3 separate regions of the Mus musculus genome follow, and all the other regions are linked to region 1. Evidence: chromatin contacts called from public Hi-C data. All regions are on one chromosome and are shown on one strand. Each heading gives the region's core, a stretch centred on a gene start, on an enhancer-like site or on the middle of the called end of the contact. The rest is flanking DNA. Distances are from core to core; before and after follow the strand shown. Region 1 has its middle 30 kb from the start of Gm30588. Region 2 has its middle 60 kb from the start of Gm30474. Region 3 overlaps 1700029J03Rik (RIKEN cDNA 1700029J03 gene).

Region 1 (4,480 bases), core at 990-3,489:
ACTCTGCCTCTCCGCTTTCTTCCTTTAAGTGTGTGTGGGGGGGGGGTGCGGGGGGGGGATGGGATGGGGGAGGGGGGAGGGGTGTGATTCTGCAGGCAGCACCACACAATTTTTTTCTCATCTGCATCTTTAGAAATGACAGGTGACTGGGGGAATCTCAGTGGAATTTAGCGAACCAGGTCCATGCAGCCTGCAGAAACGGTGTCTTCACTTCTGTATGGCTGTGGGGTCGTCACGGCCACTTGTCTACCATGAAGAGGTAGGAAAACCCTTTGGACTTCAACTGAGATGCCAGTCCCATGGCCAGCTATCTCCTTGTATGTCCCTTTCAACTGAAAAAGACATCATGTGATAACAGTTTTTATTTTTTTCCTGTTAATTATATTTTCCCTCCATTTGTAACAGCAATGAATACACTTAGAGAGATGGACTCTTTTGTGCTACAACAAACAAGCAAGGACATAAAGTAAACAAATGTTTCATAAGAGATAAGCAAAAGCTGCAATTATTACCATATGTAGTCGGTTTGTCTATCACCTGTCTGCATATCACCTATCTGTCTGTCTGTCTGTCTATCTATGCATCTATAAATCTATCTATCTATCATACATCTATCTATGTATCTATCCAAACACAGAGGAGGGAAGAAAGGGGAGAAGGGAGAGGGAGGGAGGGAGGAGAGAGAGAGAGAGAGAGAGAGAGAGAGAGAGAGAGAGAGAGAGAGAGAGAGAGAGAGAGAGAGAGAGAGAGAGAGAATCCTTTAGGAGAAAGGATTTGTCACATTCTGTGTTTGTAAGCAACTTTACTATTGTAGACAGTCAGTGTATTATCACGATGGCCCCTGGTGTATGTGCCATTACTGAGTATTTGGGGGGTGGGTTCAGGTTCTAGTTCTGTAGCCCCAAGTCCTTGGAGCACCATTTCTTAAAGCATTCTGTTTTAATCGTGTTCTTATGTGATTCATAGAGTGAAGTAAAGTTTTAAGGTAAATCTTATTAGGATGTGACTATTCTAATTTGAACCAAACAGAAATTCAGTTCCCGAACTTCTCTGGTATGCGCTCAGCAGGAGACCTGTGAAGTGAGCAAGACCTCTGCCCCTCCCTCTGACAGGCGACAGGCCTTCCCTGGTGTCAAGGTTGCTGGTGGAGGAAATGAAACCAGGACAACAGGGACAAAGATCATATAGCTACAGAACAGCAAGAAACTTGAAGAATCCGTGGCTTGAGTCTCCCTTTCCTCAAGGCTTCCAGTGGGTCTCGCGGCTTGGTCCAGGCAGTTGATGGGGTGGAATGCTGAGTGTGGGGGAGACTAAGTCTAATACAACGGGCAGCGAGCATGCCTGTGTGTCCTCCAGGGGGAGACATTTCTCTTTCTCCCATGGCTGTGTGTTACCCAAAGCTAAGGTGGTCAGTGACACATTTGCAAGGCATGTCTCTGGGACACAGAGCAGAACAGGCTTGCAGAGCAGCTGCCCTCTGTGAGACTGAAGACCGAACGACTGTCTGTTTGCCCTCCAGTCCACACTGTCTAGAGGCCAACTGCTGCTCCTGGCCAGCAGCGCCTCAGGCCTTCCCATCACCACCCCAGAGAAAACCGTCAGAAGAGCATTGGCAGTTGTATGTTCTTACAGGAGGCCTGGAGTGTCCTGTAGGGACCACCGTAGGGACAATAAGAGCCAGGGACATAGCCTGGCACTTGAAAGATCTGCCACACTGCCCAGTTTGATTTTACGTTTCTCCCTTTCAGCCACTGTTTAGCTGTTCAGTTTACTAGAAATGTCTGTAGTTCTTAAGTGGCTGGTGGCCATTTTTCAAGGACTTTCTTTCTTGGTGTCATTCCTCTTAAAGAATGAACTGCGCAACCACATGCGTCTAGGAGGGTGGGCGAGAGAAAGGAGCAGGCACAGGATTCAAAGAAGTCAATTTAGCTACTTATTAACCGTGCCTGGAAATGTGAAGAGGAAAAGGTGGGAACTAATGACTCCAATGGGTGTTTGAAAAGAACTGGCTCTTTTGTTCCCAGCTCCGTGAACCCTCTCTTTGGAGAACCCAGAGCTGGTCCTCAGTCAATGAGTGTGGCAAGGATCATTTCAAGAACAAATTGAGGAAACGTAGGCACGGGTCTTTCATCGCCTTTTCGCGGTGATTAGATTTATTTACCTCCCTTGCTGGCCCCTTCTCTTTCATGCTTTCCAACCGCTTTAAAATCAAGAGTGAAAAATGAAACCGAGTTCCGGCTTTTAAGAAAATGAGAGAGGGTGGGGGCTGGGCTGGCTGACAGGTGCACACTTCCTGGGAGCCAGAGAATAGCAAGAAGTTTAAGAAAAGAACTGTGTGACCATAGCTGGCCTTGCCTGGGAGAAAGTCACTAATTGAAAGTCTGGCCAACGTTAAATGTGCTGGTGAAGTGCACTGATTTATTGGGACCAGTGTGGGGGAAAGGTCTGTGGAGCAAATTGAAAGAACAAACAGGGAAACGGTGTGTTTTCCTCGCCGAGAGATAGCTCCAAACGTTTGTAAAAATCACTTTGTATTTCAATCCCCCTGCAAAACGGTGAAAAGTTCTGGTTCCTAACTTCTAAGAGTTACTGTGAAAACCCTTACAACATCCCTAAGGTGTTCCTTCCTTGCGTGGGATCCTGTCATCCTCGTGACCGTGTGAGTTCGGGGGGAAGCAGAATTTTGTGAAAATGTTTCTCTACTTTAGACTTTTCTACAACTTTCTACCCAATTAGAGGATGTTAGTGGGGTTTGCTGCGTAGTGTGCTGGTATTTTGTGACTCGCAGGCGCTGATCTGTTTCCCTGGCTGTCTCACAGTTCATGAAGAAGTCTGCTCTAAAAAATGGCTTCTCACCATTCTGAGGGCCATCCCATCCCATCCCATCCCATCCCCCCCACCCCATCCCACCCCACCCCACCCCATCCCATCCCATCCCACCCCATCCCACCCCACTCCATCCCATCCCATCCCACCCCACCCTACCCCATCCCACCCCACCCCACCCCATCCCATCCCACCCCACCCTACCCCATCCCGTCCCATCCCATCTCACCCCACCCTACCCCATCCCACCCCACCCCACCCCATCCCATCCCACCCCACCCTACCCCATCCCATCCCACCCCACCCCATCCCATCCCACCCCACCCTACCCCATCCCATCCCATCCCATCCCATCCCCCCCACCCCATCCCACCCCACCCCACCCCATCCCATCCCATCCCACCCCATCCCACCCCACCCTATCCCATCCCATCCCATCCCATCCCATCCCACCCCATCCCACCCACCCCATCCCATCCCCTCTTCATCCTTCTCTACTGGGTTCTCAAGGCTTGCCCTGAGTCAGTTATGGGTATGCAGCATTTACATTGCCATTATCAGTGACAACATGCAGGGACCTTAGTGGCACTTGGGAGTTAGAATGCCTTCATCTTGGAGATGAGGAGACACAGGTCCACAGAGGTAAAGAGAAGCATCCAAGGCCTCGACGTGTTTATTTCATTGATTTCTAGAATCAAAAGTTATGAATCCCTTACTCCGAGGCTGCAAGACTCATTCAGTGTAGTACATCACAGAGTGGGAGGGAGGAGGGGGAGGGCTGCACAGAGTGAATGAGAAGTGTATGTGTAGCCACAGCTTGCTATTCAGGAATCTTTTCTCTGTGTTAAAAACGTCATCAAATTAGAAGTATAAGCATGCATCTTTGTCCTATTCGAGAAGCCTGACTTGCTGTCACTAGAAGTCATATTTGTCAGAAAATGGGCATCAACTTTTAGGACAAGATTTATTTCTGGTATTTCTCTCTTTCTCTCTTGCACATGTATGTGTGTTGTGTGTGCATATGCACATATGTATGGGCACATGCATAACAGTGTGTAGGTATATGCGTGTACATGCAAGTACACATGTGAAAGCCAGAGGTTGAGGCTGGTGTTTTCCACTATTAACTTTATCTTTTGAGAAACATTTGTCCCTGAACCCAGAGCTCACCGGGCTGTGGCCTGACACTGCACCCCTCCCTCCCTCCCCCTCCCTCAGCTGTGACAGGGTTGCAGACACCTGTGCCTGGCTCCCTACGTACATGCTGGGGTTCCAAGTGTTTATACGGCAGGTACTTTATGCCTTCTGCACCATCTCTCTCATTTCTACCCTGCTCTTACAGTCAGGTCTCTCATTGGCTGGGAGCCTGCCGATTTGATAAGGCTGGCTGACCAGTGAGCTCCAGGGATCTGCCTGCTCTGCTTCCACAGTGCTGGTGCCCAGAGCGTGGGCCATCGTGCCACATGGGTTCAGGGGATTGAACTCATGTCCTTCTGTGTGCCAAGCACTTCAGATATTGAGCTGTCTCCCAGCTGTGCTATCATGATCTTAAAATAGTGTTGCATTAGTACAGTTTTATAGCACTCACTAATGTGACAATGTATATTTTATCTCTAAATTGACTGATAAGTACTGATTTAGACAGCCTGTGATG
Region 2 (4,480 bases), core at 514-3,013, 220 kb after region 1:
TCAGTGGCATTGTTTAATTCACTTGCCTTGCTTCTTTAAGTTATATACAAAAGTGTCTGGTACCCAAAGAGAGACTTCAAGATGGACAGTGTTGGCAGACGTGACACTGTGTTATCCTTGCTGTTTTCTGTTAACCCGGGTAAACGATGCTCCACTTGTGGTCTTCCTGAAACCAAGAAGACAGAGCTTTGTCATTAAGCTTGACTGTAAGGCCCGTACAGATGAGTCTTGTTGAGGTTGTGCCCTGCAAGGTTTCCTTCTCTTGTGAGGCTATGCCGGGGCCTAGCAAACATAGAAGTGGATGCTCACAGTCAGCTATTGGATGGATCACAGGGCCCCCAATGGAGGAGCTAGAGAAAGTACCCAAGGAGCTAAAGGGATCTGCAACCCTATAGGTGCAACAACAATATGAACTAACCAGTACCCCTGGAGCTCGTGTCTCTAGCTGCATATGTAGCAGAAGATGGCCTAGTCCGCCATCTGTGGAAAGAGAGGCCCATTGGTCTTGCAAACTTTATATGCCTTAGTACAGGGGAATGCCAGGGCCAAGAAGTGGGAGTGGGTGGGTAGGGGAATGGCAGGGGGAGGGTATAGGGGAAGTTGGGATAGCATTGGAAATGTAAATGAAGAAAATACCTAATAAAAAATAAGAATAAAAAAATAGAGTACTGGAGTCCCTGTGAAACTGGATCCTGTCACTGGGATCAGTAGAGTGGTTTGAACCGGGATCCAGGAAGTATATGTGTTGACACCTTAACCCTAATTCCTGTTCATGGACCTCAGAGGATTGGAGGTGGCTAAGCTTGGCTATGGTTATCAGGGTGACATCCATGGGAGACTTGAGGGGTTTTGGAAGAGCAGATGAGAGAAGAAGTGGACACTTTCTAGCTCCATGCTACACCACACACTTCATTATGACTACTTAACATGAAGCCCTCATTGGACACCAAGCAGAGACCAGGCCCTGGTTCATACTCTTGGACCTCTCAGGCCCCCATGAGCTAAATAAACTTCTCTCCTTTATAAATTACTCAGCCTTTACCTTTTGTTCTTAAATCAACGGAAAGTAGCCAAAGGTCAGAAACATGGCCAGGACCCACCCAAAGGATTTGGTCCCTTTGAAGACTGCAGTTTAACACAACTGTCACTGCCAACTCCTTCCTAAATTACGTTCTTCATCCACCCGGTACCCAGGGCACTCAGCATGATCTGCAGTGGAAGGGAACAGCTCGTAAGAAAGGATGCGGCATCTCCCTGAACAGCTCTATTTAACAGTACCATTGCGGGCCGGAGAGGTGGCTCAGGGGTTAAGAGCACTTGCTCCTCTTCCAGGGGACCTGGGTTCAATTCCTAGCACCCACACAGAGGCTCACAACTGTCTTTAACTCCAGCCCTAGGGGATCTGATGCCTTCTTCTGTCCCCTACTACCCACACATAGACATCCGTGCAGGCAAATATTCACACATATTAAAAATAATTTTTAAAGTAACATAGCATAAGAGTTTTACTAGTTTTCAGACTAAATTCCACAATTTTAAGGTTCTGTCTGAGGTAACAAGAGGCTGTCCTGCCGGTGACACAGGCTTAACTGCCTGCTTAAGCCAGCCTTGGAATCAGCATGGTCCTGTGGCTCTGTAAAGGGCCACACTGGGGACAGCGAGGGAGCACAGAGTCTGTTTTGCCTGCTCACTTCTCTGAGGAGAGACTCCAGAGATCTGCCTGCAAAGACACATTCCTGCCATAGCCTGGGTGCGCTTGCCCTTTAAGGCGGGACTGGATCCAGCGTGAATCGCAGACTGTGCCGAAGACCTTGTCCAGTATAAGCAGAGCAGGCCTGGAGTTTTAGTATTTGGGTGTTCCAAGGCAACATTTTGCTGAGAAGTATTAAAGTGTAACCAAATCTTACAGAGAACACACTGTTCCTGCAATATTTCCAGGGCATCTGATCAATGGGGGATATGAGAAAGAGAAATAAACAAAAAATAAAAAATAAAAAAAAGACAGAGAACGGAGCAGGCAAGCGTGCTCACAGGAAACCAAGCAGAGCAGAGGAAATGATTCTCAAAGTAAATACAGATAGCCGAGGAGAGAAAGCTATGTCTGTCTGTCTTGCTCTGAGCCTGGGTCAGGCTACGGGAGTCTGGTGGGGCTATGCTGGGGATTTTTATCTGGAGCCTCCTCTCTCCATAAGCTCAGCTGTCAGAGGCAATGCCAGGAGCAGCCAAGACAAAACCCAGTCAGGGAAGGAGGTACGGTTGCAGGATAAAACAGTATGGGAGCTGAGGGCTGGCTGCCAGCAGGCCAGGCATCCCTGAGACCCAGCAGGAATTTTACTTGAAAGAAAGCAGGGCTCTTGGTGAAGGGTGTGGATCCGATCATTGATGTGAACTCAGGGGACTCACCCAAGAGGACTCACCCAAGAGGACTCACCCAAGAGAACTCTGTGGCTTAAGTCTTGTCAGTGCTAGAATAGTTTCCTACTCACTGGGCCCCAGAACACACAGAATACCTTCTGGTATCAGGGACATGTGTAGAACATGACACCTACAGAGGGCGGGCTCTCGTCCTCAACAGCATTGACACAGGGTCACATTGTTCCTGGCTGTGGGACAGTCATGGGGATTTTTATGGCAGTGGGCAGCAGCCATGGCTTCTTCACAGATACTAATAATACTTCCCCTATAGTGTCCCCCCCCAACCCCGACCCCCAATGAGTTTAGACGTTGTCCCTGGGGATTGGTAGGAATGGTCACAATCACCACTGGTTGAGAAACCATGCTACAGATGAAGGAACCTCAACCCAGAAAACACACATGGTACCTCTGAGGCTGTGCAGGGAGAAGCTGCGAAACCAGATCCTCAGAGAACCGGATCTATCTGGAGCTTTTGTCTTGCAACAGAAAAAGACCACCCTGTCCGGTCAGCCCTGAGCAGTCGGGAGCCTGGACTCCACGTCTTCTTTGCTGTCTCTCTGTCAACTCTGTTGCTCCATATCTTTGAGTCTTGATGTATCAAAATGGGTTTTGATGAGAACATCAGCCTACAGGGTTCTGGGCTGAGTCCAGCAAAGCTACACAAAGCAGGCAGGGCATGAGGCGAGCAAAGAGTGTCGTGTACAACTTCCTTGTAATCTGACACAATTTCCATGATTCCTAACTCAGGTCAGGTTCTTATTCATGACCTTGGCTTGAATGAGGTGTTCCTTTCTAGCTTTTAGGTGGTCCCTTCTGTCTGGGATACTTCCCACCAAGCTGTTCATATGGCTTTCTCTTCCTCACATTAGGAGATAGTTCTCTTGCATGTCCACAGAGAAGGTAGAGGGTTCTTTTTTTTTTTTCTTGAATGAATATGGCTTTATTACAGACAAGATATATGACAAAGTTCTCCGTGTGGTAAAGTTCATAGGTAACAATAATTTCAGAATGACATGCACACGAGATGCCCTGTATGGACACACTTACAATTGTGTAACACATAGTACTAAGAGAGGCATCAGGAACTGCACTTGTATGACACTCAGGACTGAACGAAACATACATCTGCATCATTCAGACCTGTCATCTACCCACACAAAAAAATGCTCAAACAAGAAGCCAGCATCCTCGCCCCTTCAGTGTTAGACTCACAACTTCTGAGACTTTGCATTTACCTTTATAGCGGAAACTTTTCAAATATAAGAATTATGCTACAGATTCCCCACAGGATTTTCTTTTCTTCATATATATATGAGATCTCCAGTAACCTTAGTTGGATATGATTTTCTTTTTCTTGAGACAGGCTTCTTATACTGCTTCCCTATAGTAACCCCAGAGCGGTAGACAGAAACAGCAGCAGTGGGCAATCTGCTGGGTAGAAAGCCTGCCTACAGGCGCCCATGAAAGTATCAGACAGTAAGGAGTTTCCTTAGAGAATGCCTTACAACCTAAACTAGGGCCTCATTATGAAGTCAAAACCCACTGAAGGACAGCTGTGTGCCTAATTTACCAACCGAATGGAAGCTGTCCCTTACTCTTGGTCAGTACTGAGAAGTGGCGACCAGTTGGGAAGTAGCTGGATCAGAAATGTGATACGGGACAATCACACCGACAGCAGTTTGCAATATAAGTTTCCAAGTTTGAAAAGACGAGTTAAGCGACTATAGGTCAGGGTTCTCGAGACTCAAAACGGTAAAAAACCTGTGTCAAATGTCTTTATGTTCGTAAGAGGACATAGTAATGGACTGAGGGGTCCTGGGTCCATTCTTCATCAACTGTGTTAATGAGCCGCAGGAAGCCAAGATCATAAGGGAGTGGAGCATCACAGAAAGCTTTGGACCCCTCCCTGGCAATGATCCTTCCTAGTTAGGAACTGTCACAGAGTGCTGGAGCTGAGGGTCAGGAGGACTGTGGGCAAGGTGGAAAAGGAAAATCAGATGTTTTCTGTCTTAAGCCTGGGGGTACAAATTGCTTCTCTCCACTCGAATTTGAAATGGCCAGTTCA
Region 3 (4,480 bases), core at 843-3,342, 150 kb before region 1:
ACCCAAGTGTATCAGGAAGGTCCCCAGAGTAACTTCCTCCTGTTCTCTCTATATTGAAGATTCTATTAACTTGTATAATGGTCCAGGTTCTTACTATTAGTTATTTAAATAACCATTGTTTTATTTGATGCTGTGCAACTTGAAAATATTATTCTGTCTCCCCTTTGGATTTTATATTTATTTTGATATAAAATTTTGACCTGTGTCCTATTTAATATTCCCTATGGCACCGAAATGTCTTAGAAATGAAAACAGCTACATTTATCCTATTTTCATCTATTTAAAAAATTAAAAAATTTCCACTTTAGAATATTAAAAATATTAATATTAAAAGTTAAAAATCTCTGCTTATTAAAATATTGCCAACATTATCTTGTGAATACAACTTCGTTTAATTTTTAGATTCTCATCGCATCACTTTTAATTTTGTGTTTTTCAGGACACTTGTCTTTTTTTTTTTTTAAGGGTTTTGCTTCTTTCTAATGTTTGTTATTATTTTTATGTGCTCTACCGTATTCTTACATGGCTAAGTTCAAATATTCTAGTTTAACTCCTCAGGAACTCATTACATTTATAAAAATCATAAAATCTGTATTTGTATATAGTCAAAATTAAGAATGAGATCATTTTAGCAAGCCTTCTATATCAAGAAAGTATAAGATATAACTTTGCTCCCCAATTCTCACTGATAGCATTTAAAAATAGAAAATGGAGCTTTTGGTTCAGAAACCTGTTGATGAATGCGTCTTAGAGCAATCTGCACTTTTTAGATGTTTTACATGATCTGCAGTTTTTCCTCCTAGACCTGGGGACTAAATTCATGCTCTTCGGCTCCTTGGGCAAGTGCCTGGCACTGAGCTAACCTCCAGTCCTCTTGCCTTGCCTTCTCATGTTACTAATACAGACTGCCTCTAATAGCATTCAGTGTTTACAATCTGTCCTTTTGTATAACAAAGCTTATTAGTTTTGAGGTATCTTTTATTCCCCTACCTAATGGCTATAAGAATTTGAAGAGTCAATGGAATAGGCCAATCTTAAGGTTTTTTTTTTGTTGTTGTTGTTGTTTTTGTTTTTTGGTTTTTTTTTTTTTTTTGGTGGTGGTGGTGGTGGTGGTGGTGTGTGTGTGTGTGTGTGTGTATGTGTGTGATGTGTCTATGGGGTATAGGCACATCATATGGACACATGCAGACATGCTATGGCATGCATGGAGGTCAGAGGACACGTTTCTCCTTGTTTTTCAGTTGACTGCAGGGACAGCCAACCTGTGTGAGTTGAGCTGCTAGACATCCTCCCCTGCTCCCCTGCGCCTTCTTTCTCTGGCAGGAAAGCTGATGTGGCCCTTCCCACTTGGATGGAGGAGTCCTGAGTGCAGGACTCAGTTTGGGCTCCCCTCACCGCTTAAGGCTGGGCCATGGAGTGTAAACTCTCTCCTTCACTACCTGTTGTGAAGGAATTCTCCAAAGATTCCACTAAGCGTTTGTTTGAGCTTCTCCGGGGTGGGCTCCTCCTCAGGAATTCATGGTGTTGGCTCTGGGCACCCTTCTGTGTCTTCTCGCTCCTCATTTGTCTCTGTCATCCAGCGTTTCCTCCAAACCCTGGTGTACAATCCCACAGGGCACAGCCAGCTTCTCCCTAGTCGCACGCAGATATTTAATTAAGATGCTAACCGGGTCCTGCTTGCAATTCAGTCTTCCTGGTCTCACCAGCAACCTCTTTCGTCACCTAATTTGCATTTTACCTCAGAGTCTCCCTTCCCGCACTCAGCAGGGTCACAGTATCTCCTGACTGCTGATAGAAGAGCTCTGCCTGCCGCAGGCACCACCCTGACTACGGCTCCGGGTTCACCTCAGCCATGGCCCACTTTCCCTCTCTCCTGCTCTCATCCTCTCCCACGCCACTCAGTTAATTGGCTTCCTTCTTGAGATAAAACCTAAGGCTGGGCTCTGAAGGGATTTCAACTGCCTAAAACCCTGCGCCCCCAGAGCGTGGGCCTGATGAGGCTGGTTTGGGACAAACAAACCAGAGTCCTGGGGGCAGAAGCAGACTGGGTTCTGGCAAGGCCAAGGATTTAACTCTGTAACTCACACCATCTCCTTCCTTATTCTGGAAGTCTGTCAGCCAATGGGAGATTTACCAGTGTGCACTTCCCCACTCCTAAGCAGAGAGTGGGAGGAGACTATTCTAAACCAGAGAATAACATACACAGATTGTTTTTCAAAGTGGCTTTTCACCCCTCTTCCCATGTGCACTACGCTTTGATGATGATGCTCAGTTACTCAGAACTGTCCTTAAAGCTCAGGTTTGCATGTGGCAGTAATGCACTGCAACAGTGCATGCATATTACCCCAGCATGGCAACAGTGCATGTGAGTCCTCCCAGCCCCACAACAGTGCATGCATGTAATCTCAGCACTGTAAGGCAGGGGGGTTAGGAGCGCAGCTCCTGCTTCACAGTGAGTTCAATATCAGACTTAAAAAAAAAAAAAGAAAAATATAAAATAGAAGAAGTGAAAGAAGAAGGAGATAATGATGAAGAGAAGAAAGTATAAGAATATGAAAAAGAAGAAGAAGACGTAGAAGAAGGAGGAGCAGGAGGAGGGGAAAGAAGAAGGAGGAGGAGGAGGAGGAGGAGGAGGAGGAGAAGAAGAAGAAGAAGAAGAAGAAGAAGAAGAAGAAGAAGAAGAAGAAGAAGAAGAAAAAGAAGAAGAAGAAGAAGAAGAAAAGAAGAAGAAGAAAAGAAGAAGAAGAAGAGGGAGAGGAAGAAGAAGAGGAAGAAGAGGAAGAGGAGGAGGAGGAGGAGGAGGAGGAAGAAGAAGAAGAAGAAGAAGAAGAAGAAGAAGAAGAAGAAGAAGAAGAAGAAGAAGAAGAAGAAGAAGAAGAAGAAGAAGAAGAAGAAGAATGCAATGCTAAAATCCTGGACAGGATGAGGTTGAATAGTTTCTCTTGCTCCCTAAGCCGTATTGTAGGAAGAAGTGACAGGAGGTGGGTGTGAGTTAGTGGAAAGTAAGCCTGGTTTGGAAATCAGAAGCCTCAGCAATCTTCTGCGACTCTTCCTGTGTGTTTCCCAAGAGGAGAAGGCTGGGCTGACAGATCTCTGCAGTCCTGTCGCTTTAGCATCACAGTGACACTGTAATCCTCATGGGAAGTGTCACAACCCTCTCTTCTTTCCATGCTTAGCTAGGCACAAGGGAGAGGTGACTCTGCTCAGTGACAGCAGTGGGATGAGAAGGCATGGGGCGCTTGAGGGCTGGCAGGAGGTGCTAGTACTCAGAAGAGTAGATCTTCATTGCCTTTATTAGTTATTGGCTGGAGGAGGAGAGGGAGGTAGGAAAAGGAGAATGGAGAGGGGGAGGAAGGAGAAAGGAGAATGGAAAGGGTGAGGAGGAAGTAGAGATGGGGAGAAGGAAGAAGAGAATGGGGAGGAGCAGGAGCAGGAGGAGGAAGTGGAGGGGGAGGATGGAGGAAGAGGAGGATGGAGAGAGGGGAAGAAAAAGAGATTGGGAGAAGGAAGAGGAGGATGGAGAGGGGGAAGAGGGGGGAAGAAGAGGACCTGAAAGAGGAGTGAGCCACTGATCTATTGCTAATATCAGATGCTAATGACTTAGACTAGTTTAAATGGGATAATTGAGACATGAGCTAGGAGAAATGAACCATAGCAATTGGCCCAGGCATTAACTCATATATTAGAAGTCTCAGAGTCACTGATTTGGGAAACTTGTGCATGGGTGGAAGAGCCTGCGGTTACTCGTGACCTAGTAGGCACCTGTGGCTGCTGTGAGTCCCTGCAATGTCTGTGTCATGCCCTTCTCCCATCAGCTGACACTTACATTCCTCCCCAGTGTTCCTGGAGCTGAGAGGGTCTGTATGAGTATCATTTGCTCTCAGTACCACGTGCAACGTACGTCTTTAATTAAGACCGAGAGTAGCATTAGCTATGTCTACGGTGTAAGCATCAATATTTAGACAGCAGTGTGATGCTGAGTGTTTATCCTTAACCATGAGTTATGCTTCGTGGAACTGATCTGTGTGGTTGTAAAGATCAACTTTCTACCTATTTATCATATATTCCTTTAAAAAAATAGTTTTCTTGTCTTCCAGATTTGCTTCTACAGAAAACAAAGCCCAGTGTCTGAACCCTCGTGGCTAGCTGAATTCCTATGCTTAAACGTTGTCACGTGGATATTTATTCTCTCGTTTTCTGCTATCAGTACCTCAGGTCTGTTAGTGGACACAGTAGGGGCTGCCACCTCCCACGCATCAACTCATTGCGTCTCTATCTGAGCACAAATGCCAAGGGCTTGAGCTTACAGTTCTCTCTGCCTCCTGCATTTCTTCTCAGGCACATGTAAGGGTGACAGTTTTTCTTGACAGCTGGAGGAAAATAGGCAATCTAGTGAGTTCTCTGGACAAACACAGGAATTCAGGGTAGGATGCTGTAATATTAAAGAACAAAACTCAAGGGAAGAAGAGGAAGAAGTAAC

What was found. A called contact is a pair of places that touch in the nucleus more often than the background predicts.
Region 2: a contact with region 1 is called in a Hi-C map of the N1E-115 cell line, with 6 times the contacts expected there. The contact joins two enhancer-like sites. A contact is called at or near these places in 1 of 15 datasets of contacts at CTCF or cohesin (large pre-B cells), 2 of 484 Hi-C or Micro-C datasets (the N1E-115 cell line and cerebellum) and 2 of 115 datasets of contacts at active chromatin or transcription factors (T-cell acute lymphoblastic leukemia and large pre-B cells).
Region 3: a contact with region 1 is called in a Hi-C map of the N1E-115 cell line, with 4 times the contacts expected there. The contact joins two enhancer-like sites. A contact is called at or near these places in 21 of 484 Hi-C or Micro-C datasets (CD8 T cells, the N1E-115 cell line, the NIH/3T3 cell line and 15 more) and 2 of 115 datasets of contacts at active chromatin or transcription factors (extraembryonic endoderm stem cells and pancreatic cancer cells).

The regions. Positions count from the first base shown.
Region 1 is chr16:93,290,095-93,294,574 of GRCm38.p6, reverse strand. No RefSeq gene overlaps it. Among named protein-coding and RNA genes, the nearest start is that of Gm30588, 30 kb to the right of the region's middle. Within about 2 kb of position 2,239, at least 98 of the 459 cell types and tissues checked have an H3K27ac peak or open chromatin away from gene starts, as enhancers often do. A contact at or near this core is called in the N1E-115 cell line, where this site is marked.
Region 2 is chr16:93,069,649-93,074,128 of GRCm38.p6, reverse strand. No RefSeq gene overlaps it. Among named protein-coding and RNA genes, the nearest start is that of Gm30474, 60 kb to the left of the region's middle. Within about 2 kb of position 1,763, at least 53 of the 459 cell types and tissues checked have an H3K27ac peak or open chromatin away from gene starts, as enhancers often do. A contact at or near this core is called in the N1E-115 cell line, where this site is marked.
Region 3 is chr16:93,435,468-93,439,947 of GRCm38.p6, reverse strand. All of the region lies in intron 1 of 1700029J03Rik (RIKEN cDNA 1700029J03 gene), which reads left to right. Among named protein-coding and RNA genes, the nearest start is that of 1700029J03Rik, 21 kb to the left of the region's middle. Within about 2 kb of position 2,092, at least 26 of the 459 cell types and tissues checked have an H3K27ac peak or open chromatin away from gene starts, as enhancers often do. A contact at or near this core is called in the N1E-115 cell line, where this site is marked.